Regions from separate parts of the Sus scrofa genome. Here region 1 is linked to region 2. A link is a contact called in public HiChIP or PLAC-seq data. All regions are on one chromosome and are shown on one strand. The core of a region is the stretch at or near the end of the contact, and the rest is flanking DNA. Distances in the headings are between cores, read along the strand shown.

The links. HiChIP or PLAC-seq counts read pairs in DNA pulled down with a chosen protein or histone mark.
Region 1: a contact with region 2 is called in an H3K27ac HiChIP or PLAC-seq map of alveolar macrophages. The contact joins two enhancer-like sites. A contact is called at or near these places in 1 of 47 Hi-C or Micro-C datasets (epiblast stem cells) and 1 of 2 datasets of contacts at active chromatin or transcription factors (alveolar macrophages).

What each region holds. Positions count from the first base shown.
Region 1 is chr1:32,458,728-32,464,910 of Sscrofa11.1, reverse strand. All of the region lies in intron 1 of EPB41L2 (band 4.1-like protein 2), which reads right to left. Among named protein-coding and RNA genes, the nearest start is that of EPB41L2, 44 kb to the right of the region's middle. Within about 2 kb of position 2,525, at least 11 of the 83 cell types and tissues checked have an H3K27ac peak or open chromatin away from gene starts, as enhancers often do. A contact at or near this core is called in alveolar macrophages, where this site is marked.
Region 2 is chr1:32,047,263-32,053,471 of Sscrofa11.1, reverse strand. All of the region lies in intron 4 of LOC106508846 (a long non-coding RNA gene), which reads left to right. Among named protein-coding and RNA genes, the nearest start is that of ARG1, 30 kb to the right of the region's middle. Within about 2 kb of position 4,126, at least 3 of the 83 cell types and tissues checked have an H3K27ac peak or open chromatin away from gene starts, as enhancers often do. A contact at or near this core is called in alveolar macrophages, where this site is marked.

The DNA of each region.
Region 1 (6,183 bases), core at 1,276-3,775, 410 kb before region 2:
GTTTAGTGATGCTCACTCAGAAGAGTATCACTTTAGCAAGCATCACCTCAAGATTGGGGGACTTCCTATGTTCTACAGCAGTGGTTTAAACTGTTAGAAGGTACACAGCAAACAAGAATAAATGAAAAACATTAAAAATCCTACACAGACTCAAAGAACCACATTCCAATGCCCTCCTGAGCAAAAACCCTATGAAGAACACCAAACTGACATAAAACCAAAAATATAGTCAGAAAAGTTTGGAAAATATATAGCCCAAAACATAGCAACTTCTTTTTTCCTAAAACAAACCCTTAAGAAAAGAGGGAATCCTCTTTAAAAATAGTAGAAATATATGAGCAACAGCTAATATTTCCCTAACACTTGGCATGTGTGAGGCATTCTGCTAAGAGTTTTTGCATATACTAACCGATTTAATTTTTACAAACACTCTGCAGTAGTTCCATTCCTATTCCCATTTCATAGAGTATGAAACTAAATGACAGCTGCTAAGTGACAAACCCAGGCATTCTAGTTGCAGTAGTGATACTAATTACTTCACTATGTACTACCCAACAATGCTTTATACCAACTCCTAAAAATAATTCTCCATCAGCTTTCGGGTCAAATCTTCTTGATTTATTTTAAATAATAAATTACTAACACGCTTGAGTTCAAATCCTGGCTCAACCAATCAGCTGCTGTACAAGTGATTTAATCTCCTCAGTTTCCTCATCTGCAAAGTGAAATTATTGATAGCACCTATCTCATAAATTGACCATGGGCTTTAAATGAATTAAAATATTCTAGGAGTTCCTGCTGTGGCACAATGGGATCGGCAGCATCTCTGCAGTGCCAGGATGCAGGTTCAATCCCTGGCCTGGCACAGTAGATTGAAGGATCCAGTGTTGCTGCAGCTGCAGCCCAGGTCACAGCTGTGGTGTAGGTCACAACTGCAACTCAGATCTGATCCCTGGCCCAGGGAACTCCATGTGCCACAGGGCAGCACCCCTCCCCACCCCCCCAAAAAAGTTCTAGTTATACAATAGTACCTGGTACCTAGTAAGAAATCTATGTCAGAACCATTATAAGAATAGTGCAATCAACATTAATCCATCGTTCCTAGGGGTGTATTTCCTTCCAAAGTATAAAAAACATCACCATAGCAGTCCCCTGGTGGCCCATCAGTTAAGAACTTGGCCTTGTTACTGCTGTGGTGAGGGTGGGAATCCCTGGCCCGTTAACTTCTGTATGCCCAGGGGAGCTTAAAAAAAAAAAAAGAAAAAAGCCATCACATGTAAGCCATTTAAAAATCTTTCAAAAATTGAATTCTGTCAGATATTGTGGATAACTACATATATTAAGTACTCAAATATGTCTCTGGATAAAATCCTTATGACATCATCACACCAGATTCAACTCTAGAACATGACTTCATGAAAACAGGAATTTTCTGTTTTGTAAATCTTTCTATTTCCATCACCTACAACACTGCTTGGCACCAATAAATGTTGAATAAATGAGCAAAAAAGTGCTTAATCTCAAATGATTTAGAAAGAAATGAGGATGTTATGTCCTGGAAAACAATGTTAGATAAAAACTTTTCCATAAAAAGCTTCCTAATATGAAAGAATTTTGGCAAAAGCAATCCTCCCAATACTGATTAATGATATACTGCTATTTTATTTATGTAATTACTAAGTAGTAAATTAAATACTTAAAAAAGATTTTATTGTTTTATCTGTTACCCTAAAAGTTTACACAGTCACAATGGCCTAAAAACCACTGGAAGGATGTAAATTTCCTATGTATGTCTTTTCCTGTGGTCTTTCACCTTCCCTCCAAAATATTTCCATCTAAGCTTCAGTGAGCCAAAGATTTCGGTGGACACAAATACAAACTTCCCTTTCCTGAAAAGAACTCTATGTCTACAGAAGTAATGAACTTTCTTTTCATATCAAATACGCCTTTTTAAAAACAAATAGTAGAGAAACCTGCCAGCTTGTAAGTGGCAGGCAGCCATTATTATTTCACTCATTCAAGGATCTATTTATTGAATACTCCCTATGACTCAGGCACTGGGCTAAACTCTGAGAAAAAAGGAGGAAGGTAAGACATGACCCATGTCTCAAAGCACTCCCATTCTCTCATGGAGATGGATGCAAAGGCATAATTATAAAGCAATATGAAAGGTCTACAATGGGCAGGGTCTCAGAGGAAAGAGAAACCAACTGTGGCAGGGGCAAGGGCAGTGCAAGAAAATGTCACTAGGATGAGCCCCTTTTAATTGAATTTTGAGGACAAGTAGAAGCTTGTCAGGTAAGGACAAGGAAACACAGATAGCGGGCACTATCACAAGTGTTGGAGCAGTATGGAAGGTTCATGAGGAGAATGAGTATTGTGCAATCGAATACCACTAAAACATGGAACTTGTGGTTGAGATTTTGGGGAAATGAGGCAGCAGAGCTGCCCAGGAGGAGGGGTGCTCATTAAAAAGTGTCTTCTACCCAGGCCAAGGAATGACTAAGCCTCCTCTGTTCAAGAGGTTCCCATTTCTGTCCTAGAATGGCATGTGACAGATGGCAAGTAAGCAAGACCACTAGCCAAGTGCTCGTGTCAACTCTGAGCACACGACAACTTATTCATACTTTAACAATCATGTTCTCAGACTAGACTGAGAGGTCTCTGAGGGCCTTCTTACAGGTCTTATTACAGCTTACATCGACTGCTGCAATTCCTTTATTTAACAGTTGTCAAGGGCCCACTGGACCCTGGACATTATCATAAGTACTGGACACTCATGGTTCTTATACTATCCCATCCCAACTAATCTAGGACCTCTCTGAGGAAACGACATTTGAGGTGATACCCAAGAATGATAAAAGGCCACCCTAAAAGATTTCAGTTCCTATCCTCCACTTATATCCTAAGCTGATGTTTAACAAATAAATAATCTCCTTCTTAGCACATTTCTATTTGAATTCAAAGCCATCCTTCTCTGAATTCTATTTCTTGGTCCACTTCCTCTATATTCATTCTGAGTATCATCCCAAATCTCAGTCCAGCTCCACTGGAGGCCTCATTCTATCCTTCTTATTTAAAGTTTGTTTTGTTTTTAAAGCCATTAGCTTTCTTGAGAGGCCATACAGTGAAGTGGTTAAGAGTGTAAGCTCAGCAGTCAAACACCTAAGCGTCCCAACTCCACCCTTGGTAAACACGTGACCCTGGGAGCCTCTCTAAGCCTGTTTCCCCTCCCATGTGATAGGGATAAGTGTATCCAATTCCTACTCGTTTTGAAGATTAAATGAGATGTTGCATACAGTAATGAATTAACATTACACCACAATGTTAGCTATTTTATTATTAATCACTAAACCAACAGCCTAAGGAAAATAAGGAATTTTTTTTTTTTTGGTCTTTTTAGGGCCACACCCACAGCACATGGAAGCTCCCAGGCCAGGCGTCAAATCAGAGCTGTAGCCGCTGGCCTACACCACAGCCACAGCCACAGCCACATCAGATCTAAGCCACATATGTGACTTACACCATAGCTCACAGCAAGGCTTAACCCACTGAGTAAGGCCAGGGATTGAACCTGCGTCCTCATGGTTACTAGTCAGATTCAGATTCATTTCCACTGAGCCCTGATGGGAACTCCCATGGAACTTTTTTAACAGATGTGTTTAAGATCAGACAGCTATTATTATCTCATGGAGCCTGCCCAAATGTACGTTTCTAGCCTTAATCAATCACCAAAGTCACAATATCAAACCACTGGTCCATATTTACCTCCAACTTGGATGACCTGGGGTGGCCTTGTCAAAAATCATCTTCCCACAAAATCAACTTCCCCTTAGGCTTTCACTTCCCAGTTGCTTCTAACTCCATCTTCTCCTTCACTGGCATCTCCAGCATCTGTCATCTGTTCTTTGCAAAGGTTGGTAGGCTCATCTCTGTTTTCATTCTCACAGCAAACCTTCTCTCCTCCAAGCCCAAGGTATGGAAATGCTGGACAAGCAGCATAGCAGAGCAGAGCTGGTATACAACTGTGAGAAGCTGAACCCAAGCTGACCGCCTGGTTAACTTCCCCACCAGCAGTCTTGACCTATTCCACATTACATGCAGTTCATGGGGGCCAAAGGAAACCTAAATATAAGATTATCCTTTAATAGCATTGAAAAATCAGAAAATGAATCAAAGCAAAGCTGTGCAAAATCACCTAAAAGATACCAAACAGCCCCCCAAGTCACTAAGACTTGAGGCACTATGACTGAAAGTATTTAAATGAGTTAAGTAAAGTTTGCCAATCTTGGGAATTTCCATCGTGGTGCAGCGGAAACGAATCCAACTAGGAACCGTGAGGTTTCAGGTTCAATCCCTGGCCTTGCTCAGTGGGTTAAGGATGCAGCATTGCCATGAGCTGTGGTGTAGGTCGCAGACGCAGCTCAGATCTGGTGTTGCTGTGGCTGTGGTGTAGGCCGGTAGCTGTAGCTCGGACTGGACCCCTAGCCTGGGAACTTCCATATGCTATGGGTACGACCCTAAAAAGACAAAAAAAAAAAAAAAAAAAAAAAAGTTTGCCAATCTTAAGAGTGACCAGCAATGAGGAGACAGAGAAAAGAAATTCAGAGGGAGGGAGTATGCGGTCAGACTGACCCACACGCTGTCCCTTCTGACAAGAATGGCTTTATTGTGAGGACGGATGAGGACAGGGACCGGATGCATTTTGTTGGTGCTATATGAGCAAAACACAGCACCTCGCCCAGGAACAGGCAGCTAACAGTGCAGAAAATGTTAATGAATTACTCACAAGGCGGCTCTTATGATAATCAATCTTTCAGTTCTTACACCACAGTCACCACTCACTACCTGACACTGCACCATGTGACCATCGAGCAGACCACACACTAGACAGGATGATGCCTTTATTCCTCATGCCTATACTTCCCTCTCTAAGCTAATAAACTGGCACTCTAATCATCTAGACCCTTCCATCTCTCTCTTTTTTTCTGTCTTTTTAGGGCCACACCTACAGGACATGGAAGTCCCCAGGCTAGGGGTCAAATCAGAGCTACAGCTGCCACCCTACACCATAGCCACAGCAACACGGGATCCAAGCAGCATCTGCAACCTACACACAGCTCACGGCAACACTGGCTCCTTAACCCACTGAGCAAGGGCAGGGATCGAACCCAAGTCCCTGTGGATACCAGCTGTCTCTTTTAAACGTTCACTGTTTGTAGGTGTTGGGTTTGAGGGTTTTGTTTTTCTTGCTTGGCAAAAGGAAGAGAAAGAAGAGCCTTGGGACTCTTCTTTCCCAAGCCCCATAATAATACAGGACTCTGACAGACAAGATCGAATATGTCTAAGGCAGAGCCTCAAACTCTGGGCTAAAGTGAATTGAACAACATAAATGTCACGCCGTAAAGGAAACACCGTGCATCAATCAACTTTTCTCTCCCAGCGTTCAACACCAATTCAGGCCTTCCACACACACCACCCGCAGACCTCTGCCAAATCCTGCTCATCTTTTTAAGATGTTATATTCATTTTGCCACAACTTAGCTAATACAGTCAATCCCTCCTGTCTTTCAGAACAAGTTTGAACTCCAGATGTCTGGAAGGACCTCTACCAGTCCTCCAGCCAGGGTCCAGCCCCTCTGCATCATCCCAGTCTATGCACAGACTGTACCCATTTCACTGCATTCTTCTGCCCCCACCTTCCTAAACTGATTTATAAACTCTTCACAAACTTCTTTTCTTACTATGTATAAACCCCTTTAGATACCTCAACAATACATATTACTGGTCTTAAAATGACTAATTGTAACTAATTAGTCCACTGTCTATCATTACATAAGCACAAGCACAAGAATTCTTACCACTTTTATATCCCTCACTCCAAGTACAAATGGAACAAAATACGTTTTCCTAATGAATCAAAATACTTAATGATAACGAAATACTTTTCAAAAGTTGAATTTCTTATCTATATCCAAGTTGGGTTTGAAATTGTTTTCTTCCTTCTGTAGGCCAGAACCTTTTGGTGTCATTAAGTTCTTTAAATCTAAAATGCACTTAGTCTTAACAGCAAGGCTTGCAATTCAGACTCCCATCTAAATGTGTACCACTCACAACCAAAGATGTATTCAAATGCAGCAAAAGTGGACAATAAGGCAAATGAGCTTCCCTTCCACAGGGCTA
Region 2 (6,209 bases), core at 2,877-5,376:
GATTTTCCTCTGGGTTATGCCGACAATCTTTCTCATTTGGAAGGTCTTCCATAGCTTTGTAAAATGTCCTGGGCCAACATAATGGGCCCGGTAGAAGCTAAGTTGGAACTGGAAAATTGTTCAATAGTCATCCCAGCAAGAAACTAGCAATTCTTTATTTGATGGAATTCTTGCTTAGAGTGTATTTTGAATTATTCCAGGATAAAAAGAAATTTCAAGTGAATTAAAAAACCCAAGGTATTAGAAACTACAGCTCCCAGCTTTTTCAAAGGTTAAACAAATACCTCTGGAAAAAAAGAATTATCGCAAACAATAATCCACTGACCAATCTCTTGCTCGGTGTTTAAAATTCTGTATTTAATCTATACAAAGTATGATACAGAGTCTTGCTTAGAAAATAGATAATATGATATTACTGAGTTTGGTTACTTTCAAAAATATTCTAGATAGCCCTATATATAATGTCATATCATTGAATCTCTATATATTCCATCTTCCTCACCAGTAATGTTAGAAGAACATAGACTTGTGTTTAATAATGTATTTAAAAGCTCTAATAATTATATGAAAACAAACCAAATAGAAAACAAAGAATGTAGACTCTCTGGATTGACATTTAAAATCCTACAACGCCAATTCTATTGTGCCTTCCTGTGCTATAAAAGAGTTACTTCCCCAGTCTTTGTTAAAGGTGGAGTTCTAGGAGTAACTCAGGTTCTAGCATTAGAAGAGACTCTTACTCTGAGTTACACAGAGGGAAAAGCAGAGTTCGGGGCACCATCTCTCTCCCCAAGAGAGCTTGTCACCGGTAGCATGTTGGTATCAGCAGCAGTGGCTTTCTGATTCAACAGCCTCATGCTGTGGAAGAGCCAGCAGTTCCTTGGAAGTTCAGCCCATTTTTGCAGTCGTCTCAACAATTCTGGGAGTTGCTTCTATCCCTTAAAAAAAAAAACAAAAAAAACAAAAAAGCAAAGAAACAAAAAAACCTTACCTTAATGGAGTTGCCTACTGCTAAAAACCCTGCCTAAGACAGTTCTAGTGTATCACTGCACCCACAGTAGAGCTGAAATCAGTAATAATAGGAAAGGAATATGACCTCTGAAACTGTAGGGTTGATTCTCTTAGTCTTGCACAGATACTATGCAAAGTTTTTGGAATACAGCCCCCACGAAGAGCTCCTCATGAGAGTTTTTGAACGTGGTTGTGGGGACTGGGGTGTCCAGGGAGGGGGCAAGGAAAAATTAACAAATTAAAAACAACAAAATATTAAACATGGCTGCAAGACACCTGACACTTTTTGAAATCAGAGAATTTAGGAAGGGACAAAGGAAAAGAAAGAGGAGAGAGGAGTTCCCACCCTGGCTCAGTGGTAATGAACCCAACTAGCATCTCTGAAGACACACGTTCCATCCCTGGCCTTGCTCAGTGGGTTAAGGATCCGGCGTTGCTGTGAGCTGTGGTGTAGGTCGCAGACGTGGCTCAGATCCCTCCTTGCTGTGGCTGTGGTGTAGGCTGGCAGCTGCAGCTCCAATTCAACCCCTAGCCTGGAAACTTCCATATACTGTGGGTGCAGCCCTAAAAAGACAAAAAAAAAAAAAAAAGAGAAAAGAAAGAAGTATATCCAACACTTTATAGATATTATTACATAATAAATAATGCCATCATGATATACCAAATACATTGAGAATGTCGATCTTCTTTTAGATATGAGAAAACTGAGGCTTTGCACCTGGGATTTAAATCCACATCCATCTATCCTAAGAACATACACTGTTTTTAATTTAATGTAGTGATGGGAACAATGGGGATAGGGAGAGACTTAGTAAACTTTTGGGTTATCTTTAAAAAAGTATTAATTGAATACCCAGTCTGCAGAATGAGATTTAGAACTGTGAAAATTTTCCCCCTTGGACTTTAATTAGAGATGTCTGATTTTTTTCCTCTACATAAATTCAAATCTTTATACTATGGACATTTACTGGACAAATTTGAAATGAGGACATAAATGTTTCCGGATATTTCTTCCCTCTCCTGAAAATTTTGCTGATTTGTTCTTGATAGTTCCTATAAATACCTCTGTGGGATGGGAAAGTGTAAAGTTAGGAGGAATGACCCGGCCAGAATGAACTATGATTCATGATAACATGTAATTCCCTTAAATGTTTAAATTTAAAATCCGTGTAAATGAATAACCTTTTAAAAGACATGCTGCATCACCAGTGGAGTTTGACAAATGCTTCTAATTACTTAATGCATTACATAGGTAAGAAAGCTAAATACTCTTAGACCTCATTGCTATTTCAGATCAAATGAGAGATGGGTGCATTGATTTGCCATGCATGTTTGTGTGTGTGTGTGTGTGTGTGTGTGTGTGTGTGTAGAATTCATTCAAAGAAACTTTTGAAATCTCAGATGTAAAAAGAGATTAAATTCCACGTGGAATGTGAAAAAAACTCTTCAATTGGTTAATACTGACAATTCTCAACTATAGCTACAATTTATTTTATGTTAAATTATATTCTAAAGCTAATTTGTCTGTTCTTTTACGAGATTAATTTATTATATGTAATCTAGCGCCCCCTTGTGTAATAGATTTTATTAACAAAGTTTGGGAACCAGTATTTGTATACTACGGATACTTTCCTGTAAATCATGTATCTGATAAAGTTTTGGTATCCGTGGCATATAAAGAATTCTTACAGGAGTTCCCGTCGTGGTGCAGTGGTTAACAAATCCGACTAGGAACCATGAGGTTGCGGGTTCGATCCCTGGCCTTGCTCAGTGGGTTAAGGATCCGGAGTTGCCGTGAGCTGTGGTGTAGGCCGGCAGCCACAGCTCCGATTAGACCCCTAGCCTGGGAACCTCCATATGCCACCGCAGTGGCCCAAGAAAATAGCAAAAATACAAAAAAAAAAAAAAAAAGCAATGAATTTGAATATGCATTTTTTCTCTAAATGTATATTCTTACATGGCCAATGAGCACATGAAAATATGGTCACATTTGTCCTTAGAGAAACGTAAAATAAAACCACAATCCAATAGCACTTCACATCTTCTTGGATGGCTTATATATTGTGTTTTGATTTCCAATTTTAGTCCTTGGATCATGGTATTATTTTATCTTTATTTTTTGGTTTGTATTTCCAAAGTCATACACAATAAAAAAAATATAGAAAGGAGCAAGGTTGAAATTTTCAGGTTTCATGCTTTGCCTATAACTGTCATTGAACCAAAACCACGTATGCATTGGAACGTTTCTTAAGAAAATCAGATTCATTCTCAGGAGGGAGGAAAAATAACTTTGTAAAACAGGAGAATTAGTTCTCAGAGATTCTTGGAATTTCAGGGTAAGAAGAAATTGTGGTGATGGAGCGAGGGGCAGAATGTGGCTGACATTTGTTTTTCCTGTGCAAATACAGCTGTCACTGTGTGGTGTGGCACAGGCTACAGGGCATGGTTAGTCCTTCCATGGAGCATGGGTTTATGACAGACTTCTCTTTTTTTAAAAAATTGTGGTACACATACAGAGAACAAACTACTCATTACCAGTAAGACGGGGAGGGGCAACATAAGAGGTGGAGAAGTGGGAGTTACAAACTATTGGGTGTAAGATAGGCCACAAGGATGTATTGTACAACACAGGAATATAGCCAATATGCTAACAGTAAGTGGAGTGTAACCTTTAAAAACTGCATATGTTGGGAAAATGAGTCATCGTCTGTGAGTCTCCTCTTCAGGAAATATTGCTGTAAGACAAAAATCAGTTGAGCAAATATAGTTTGGGGTGCTTTGTTCAAAAAATGTGATAAAAATCACGTAACATAAAATTTACCGTCTGAACCATTTGTAAGTGTGTAGAGTACAGTAGTGATAGGCAGAGGTACTTTGCTGTGCACCAGAACTCTAGACCTTTTCATCTTGTAAAATAGAAACCCTGTATCCATTGAACAACTCCCCTTTTCCCTTCCTGACAGTTTTCCTTTTTTCAGGAAATCTCATGTGAACACCAATATGTGAAGAGGTAGAAGCTATGTTGCCGTAATCCATGGCAAGGGAGGTGGCACCCTTTCCCTGGGACCCCCCTCCCTGTTGATGCTCAGGCTTGTGCACTCTGTGACTCTAGGCTTTTCAAGACTGTGGTTTCACACAATCAGAGACTTAGCTCTTCCCCACTGTAAAGGGTAGAACAGTACCCTATCTATCCCCCAAGTTCATATGTTGACGTCTCAACCCCCAGTACCTCAGAATGAGATCCTATTTGGCAATAGGGTCTTTATAGAGGTAATCAAGTTAATATGTGGTCATTAGGGTACACCCTAATCCAACAGGACTGGCGTCCTTATAAAAGGGGGAAATTTGTGACAACCAAGGCAGAGGTGGCGGTGATGCTTCTAAAAACCAGAGCACCTAGAATTGCTCATAAACCACCAAAAGCTGAGGAGAGATTCTCTCTCACAGCCCTCAGAAAGAACCAGTCCTACTGACACTTTCACCTTGGACTTCTAGCTTCTAGAACTGTGAAAGAATAGATTTCTATTTTTTTTGATGACAGCCCTAGCCAGCTAATACTCCCACATTTCCCATCAGTGAAGCTGTGGATTGCTATGGCTGCTGGATATGGCCAACACAGCCAACAGAGACTTAAGTTTTAGGCTGAGTAGTTACAAATCCCCAGAGATATGACAACTTTGTACTATAATGCAGTTACAGGTTATGGAAAATAATTAACTCAGTGAAAAATGTGCTTTCTAATTGGCCATAAAGGAGAGCAGAATATGCACCCCCAAATATGCCTCTTTGGCATAAGGATTGTCTTGAGCTGGTCTTTTTTAAGAAATAGCAGACACAAGGGAAGCTTTGAAAACTGAACAGAAGTTACCCTTTGGTCAGGGACATTTCCATTTATCAGGGAAATCTTCATTGGTGAGGGTGTCTCCCTCTCTGTACCAGAAAGAGAAAGATGATGAAATTGCTACAATCTCTTGTCAGTGGAGAAGGCAGCAACTTAAATTGATATAATAATTAAGTGAAATCTTTTTTAAAATTGTTATTTCCCCAATACAGTTTTTTTTCTACTGTACAGCATGGTGACCCAGTTACACATATATGTACACATTCTATTTTCACACATTATCATGCTCCATCATAAGTACTAGACATAGTTCCCAGCACTACACAGCAGAATCTCATTGCTAATCCATTCCAAAGGCAATAGTTTGCATCTATTAACCCAAAGCTCCCCATCCACCCTACTCCTCCCCCTCCCCCTTGGCAACCACAAGTCTATTCTCCAAGTCCAGGATTTTCTTTTCTGTGGAAAGGTTCATTTGTGCCATATGCTAGATTCCTGATATAAGTGATAACATATGGTATTTGCGTTTCTCTTTCTGACTTGACTTTACTCAGTATGAGAGTCTCTAGTTCCATCCATGTTGCTGCAAATGGCATTATCGTGTTCTTTTTATGGCTGAGTAGTATTCCATTGTGTATATATACCATATCTTCCTGATCCAATCATCTTAGGTGGACATTTGGGTTGTTTCCATGTCTTGCCTATGGTAAATAGTGCTGCAATCAACATGCGGGTGCACGTGTCTTTTTTAAGGAAAGTTTTGTCTGGATATATGCCCAAGAGTGGGATTGCTGGGTCATATGGTAGTTCTATGTATAGATTTCTAAGGTACCTCCATGCTGTTCTCCGTAGTGGTTGTACCAGCTTACATTCCCACCAACAGTGCAGGAGGGTTCCCTTTTCTCCACACCCCCTCCAGCATTTGTTATTTATTAATGATGGCCATACTGACTGGTGTGAGGTGGTATCTCGTGGTAGTTTTGATTTGCATTTCTCTAATATGATATCAGGGATATTGGCCATCTGTACATCTTCCTTGGAAAAATGTCTATTCATGTCTTTTGCCCATTGGGTTGTTGGTTTTTTTGCTGTTGAGTTGTATACGTTGCTTGTATATTCTAGAGATTAAGCCCTTGTCAGTTGCATCATTTGAAACCATTTTCTCCCATTCTGTAAGTTGTCTTTTTGTTTTCTTTTTGGTTTCGTTTGCTGTGCAAAAGCTTGTCAGTTTGATTAGGTCCCATTGGTTTATTTTTGCTTTTATTTCTGTTGCTTGGGAGACTGACCTGAGAAAACATTTGGAAGGTTGATGTTAGAGAGGGTTTTGGCTATGTTCTCTTCCAGGAGTTTGATGGCG